2 separate regions of the Zea mays genome follow, and region 1 is linked to region 2. The links are chromatin contacts, called in public Hi-C maps. All regions are on one chromosome and are shown on one strand. The core of a region is the stretch at or near the end of the contact, and the rest is flanking DNA. Distances in the headings are between cores, read along the strand shown.

Region 1 (2,700 bases), core at 187-2,686, 220 kb after region 2:
CGAGGGATGAATTGAACAGGTAACATAATTAAGCCATTGTTCATTGCTTCATTGTGCAGGTAAGAACTAAGAAGAAAACGCAACCAACAAGTAAAATACCTGAGGGGTACTATACTCAATGAAACAGTAACCGTATGTCTTCTTTGTCTCTGGGTTTACAGGCATCCATAGACCATTTTCTTTTATCGCTCCAATTTGGCTGTAGATCTTGCGTATGACATTCTCAAGCTTCTCAAACTTTTCTGGAGGAACAACTGGCAGATTGTCCACGACAATAATGTTGGACAAACCCATTTCAAGTTCTGGAAGATCCTCACCACGAAGTACCTCCTCGTCATCACTGCAAATTGTAGGGATATTATAAGCAAATAGCAAGTAGCAACAAGCAACGCTGAAAACAAATCAAGGATACTGTAACCCAGAAAATCATATAAAAGTCATCTGTACTAAATGCATATCTCAGAGCACTAAAGATTTACATTCTCATCGTGCTGGCAAGCAAAGGTATTGTCTATGCAAAACTGGTATTACTGCACCTGATTAACCTTTGTGTGGGCATGTATGGTTTCCTTCCTAAGACGCCACAACATATCTAAGCTTAGTCACTCGAATCGAAGAACTAAGTAACTAACCTTAGGCGGAAAAGTTAGGCAAGTTGTGGCGTCTTAAGCATGAAACCAAACAGGCCTCTAGCCTACTATTTCGTGAACTATGCTTACTGCACAAAATGAGCAGTCATAACAATATACTAGCAGCATATTAAACGAGACAGTCAACAATTCGGCACAAACCAGCATAAATGCTTGCAGCTGCAAACAGCAAATCAAGACTACATAGTTTTATATGATATCAGATTCTTTTGGTATTTGCCAGAGTAATATGTAAAAATAGGCGTCAGATTGACGCCCACCACAAACACAAAAAATCTAAAAACGTCTTTGGCAACCACAACACACTAGTACCAGTCCAACCACAACGGAGTACTGTCAGTCCCGAAAAAACAATCGCTCAAATTTGCTCTGCACATCAGCTGATGCCAGGACCTAGAACAGAACACACTAATATTGCACCAAACCTACAAAATCCCACCGTAGACGATCGCATCTGCGAAAAGCAGAATTAGGGCAACCAAGGCCACCACATATTAAGCGCGCTAAGCTGGCGCCTGTCACTGATTGGGACCTGACGTGAGGCGGCGCGTGCGTCTACCTGACGATGCCGAAGTCCTCGCCGGCCGGGAGGGTGATGGAGTCCAGATCGACAGCGGAGAGGTCCACCCCGAGATCCCGCGCCCGCGCCTCGATGCCCTCCATGGATACTGAGAGCGCCATCTTCTCTTACATACGACGCCTGAAACCCTCAGAGAACGAGGGATTCCTGCGCGCTGTGGTGGTGGAGGCGGTGGCGGCGGGGCGTGTACAGGAGTGCGGCGGCGCGTGTAGAATGGATGGAGGGTTTTGGTTTTGAGTCGCGAGTCGAGACTCTTCTTCTTATGACTACACGACTACACAGATGACAGGTGGGCCATGGAGAGGATCCCGATCTGCCTCTTAAGCGCTAGTTTGGGAACCACATTTTTCCAAAAGATTTAGGAATATGGATGAAAACATGACGGGAAATTTCCGTACCGTCCCGTTTCGAATACTATTTTTTCCCGATCGTTTTCGAATTGTTCAGGAACCGATTAGAAACGGTACGAAAACAATTTAGCTAGTTTTTCGATCGTTTTCGTATTTTTCGTTTCCGAGTCATGCTAATACCGTTTTATATAATATGAGATAGATCTAGCATATAATTTATTTAAGTTATAAACTTTTGTTGTGTTCAAGTGAATGAATAAGCAAAAAGCAAATGTTATAATTACTCTAACTAATATGAATGATGAAAAAGAGTTGTTTGTGTATTTCTAAATCTTAAAAATTAGGCAATACATCACTTTATTATATTTTTGATAAAACTATAAAATAGTTATCTTTCCGACTATAGTTTATCGTTTTCGAATAACCGACAATTCCGATCCCGTATTTCTACGGTTGATTTTCATTTTCGTCCCGACCAAAAAAATATGAAAACAAAAACAATTTAGCTGTTTTTTCGATCGTTTTCGACCGTTTTCATCCCTATTTAGGAAAATATGATTCCTAAACTAGCCTTAAGAAAGTTTTGTGAGCATGTTTTGCATTTGACAGATGGTAAACAAATTTTGACCCATAAAATCTAACCAGCTTTATGAACAGAGGATAGTCGTAGCAATATATGGACACCTTACTGTATATTTTAAGGTATGTAAACATTTATTTTTAGTGACGCTAACAAAAATATATAATGTTAATTGGTGTTTTTATAACAATGTATTTTATTATATTAGATAAGAAGAGAAATAAGAGATCGTGTCTCTTTATTTTTTATACTTATGAACCAATTTGATATGTCAATTGAAAGGTCCAAATTTCTATAACAAAGATGTGGTCACACTAAATATACACCTCGTAATACCATGCATTCAATCTCGTATTAAGTAAACACTAAAAACAAAAACAAACTGGATTTTCTCTTCCTAGAAAGTAACAAAACTACTCTCATTATGCTAAACATAACAAGTGTAAGATTGAAAGAAAAACAATTACACAGTTGCTTAAATGGTTATACTAATCACAGCACAAATAAATCAGAGTTGGGGAGAGCGTGAAGTGACACTTT
Region 2 (2,700 bases), core at 151-2,650:
TTTTGAACCTGATAGATTTTGATCACAAGAGGTAACAAGGGGGATTAGTCAGACGTAGTGGCCCTCTGGGAGTGAGAGGAAGGCCAAGGTAAGGCTCGGGGAAGGCCAAGACCACGGTTCAAAGACACCAGCTAAGCTCTAGGCAAAGTCAGCATCCACATGGATAGGGAGTATGGTGGTTTTATGGTAGTTGATAGTGAGCCCGGTTGCCAAGGCAAAGTCATTGAGAGCAATCTTTATGCCGGTGAGGGCTCCCACATATGCCTAATAAAAAATAAGTGTGTGTTCCATGTACTGAAGAATGGGACAGGGAGCACCATCCGACATCTAGTCGCACCAACGACGAGAGAAGCCCCGGTGGAGAAGGATTTTGATAAGGCTCCCCCAATTAACCGAATCAAAGGCTTTATGCAAATCAACTTTAAAGATGGCAGAGAGGATTTTGCTACCATAATAGTAACATAGAATATCCATGGCATATGCATAATTCTTGGCTATGTTCCTTTTTTCACAAAGCCAGTCTGATCACCCCGAACAAGATCCGGAATATGCTCATGTAACCTTCGAGTGAGGACTTTAGAGATGGCTTTGGCTGGGCAGTTTTGGAGGCTAGTAGTGCGAAAATCAACATGAGTCCTAGCTGTCCCTTCCAGAACATATCTTTTTTTTCTTTAATATGTACGAGCGAGGACATCTTTAGGTAGTGTTTGGTTCGGTGTTAATAAGGGATGAGACGGGATCAACCCTAGGCTGACTTCATTCCTTATTTTTTGAGGAATGACCTCATACACCATTTTTGAAGAATATTTCTTAACCTGACTCTAGACCTCCAAACAAAACGCGGGTTAAATTAGAATGATCTCATCCCATCGTTTTTCGTCCTTCCTCGTCCTTCCATCCAAACATTAATGACTTGACAAAAAGTCCATTAGGGGACAAAAAGGGAGTGCGTTTCCTGAGCGAAGTTAATAAGATGGGTGACAATTTTGCAGTCCTGCTCCCGCCGACGAATGGAATCGGTCGTCCTACTCCATTTCCGTCAATAAGATGGGACCGGTAGCCGGTGTCGTCCATGTCCATGCCTGCGCGTCGGAAACAGAGCGCGTCCCGTGCCCATTCCAGTACTCTCGACTCTCGTGCGCACCTCGTATGCAGTATGAGCGTTACCAAGGCACACCGGTGGACAGCACAAAAGGGGTTGGGCTTTTTTTTTTGTAGCCCACGGTCTTGATGCAGGTCCAGGAAGACAGCACACAGGTCAGCCAGCCATTGGTTGGGCGTGTGGGCCGGCCGGGCCCCCTGTTACGTTTCTGAATCTCTCTGAAAACGGCCACATGATTTCGCGCCCTGAAACCCGCGATTACGGCAACGACTAAATAGAAACTGAAAGTGTACTGTATACCCTACACAAGCGTAAGCGTAACCCGCGTTCGTCTTCGTCGACCCCAGTCCCAACAGAGGTTCTCCCCACTGCCCAAACGGAGAAGATCAGAAGAAGAAGGGGAAAAGGTCAGTCAGTACGTCTACCCCTCCTCCGCCCCGTTGTTTGATTCCTTCCTCACGCCGCCTCCGTTCCTTTCCTAGTCCGTCCATGATAGGCCAGGCCTAAAGTACTATGGATGACCAGGAGAAGCAAGTCGATCTCGCGTCGATAGGGGCGCGGGAGCATGTGGTCTCGCCCTGATCGCTGGATCGCTTGTCGCCAGGTCCATCTCCATCCAGTCAGCTCCTGCAGTTAAGCATCAGCCCCTCGGTTTCGAAAGTCGTCTAGCTTCCGGGTCGCAACTGATCGAGGGTACCAGGTCGCAACTGATCATTGGTCCCGCCCGCCGCACACACGTCAGTTCTATACCACAAGTAGCAATGGAGCTTCGAAGTCGGAGCCTCTTTAGAGGGAGCCAGCCCAGATCTGTGCATTCTGTTTCCCACTTGGGGCTGATGGGTATATTCGGAGTGACCTGGAGATTACTACTAATACTACTACTAGTTAATTGCTTCCTGCCAAAGCTACCGCCCTTCCTTCTCACCTTTCGGCCGCTACACACTCATCTACAATCACTGCTAATCCATGCATGCATCACAGTAATTAATCATCATCCCTGCCTCTGCCTCTGCCTTGTAAAAAAAACTAGACTCACTGTCATAACAATCGTCGTCGTCATCATCATCATCTACATGCATGATCGGCATCTGATCTACTACTTTTTTTGTCTCAGCGCGCTAGCCACGCGAGCGGCGTTGCAGATCTTGTTCACTCATGCTCTATAAGTGGCAATCATAAACCGCGCCAAATCGGCCATTAGCAGGACCATCTCCCCTTGCTCCTCCACATTAGTACACATTACTCTACTTCTCACTGGTTAATTAGGTTGGTTTCGGCAAGGTCCATTCCGAAACAAGCAATGTACATGTACTTGCGCGCGGTATATATATCCTTGTTTAGTGGCCTACTTGATCACCAAGAGTTCTCACAGGGGGGAATCCGGGTCAGATAGAGATGGGGGGGGGGGGGGGGGGGGGGGGGGCAACAAAAGTATGAATTCCGAGTATAATGCGTCGTATATAGAAAGATTTTGTGGGGGGCACACTACTTATAATAGTACTGAGTAATCCGTCTAGCCCTTGGTGCATTGTGAACCCCGCATGCTTCAGCTTGTTTGGGTATGTCCTCACAATATAAAGACTCGGAGCGCAGGTGTC

The links. Hi-C and Micro-C count contacts between places; a contact is called where the count stands out from the background.
Region 1: a Hi-C map of ear shows a contact between it and region 2, with 2.0 times the contacts expected there. The contact joins the promoter of LOC100216593 here to the promoter of LOC103637683 in region 2. A contact is called at or near these places in 2 of 25 Hi-C or Micro-C datasets (bundle sheath and ear).

What each region holds. Positions count from the first base shown.
Region 1 is chr1:98,230,827-98,233,526 of Zm-B73-REFERENCE-NAM-5.0, forward strand. LOC100216593 (Eukaryotic translation initiation factor 3 subunit B) reads right to left here and starts at 1,437. Exons shown (of 11, transcript NM_001360043.1): 1 at 1,210-1,437; 2 at 100-340. The coding sequence starts at 1,331.
Region 2 is chr1:98,008,707-98,011,406 of Zm-B73-REFERENCE-NAM-5.0, forward strand. It overlaps LOC103637683 (VAN3-binding protein), which reads left to right and starts at 1,401. Exons shown (of 9, transcript XM_020546436.3): 1 at 1,401-1,509.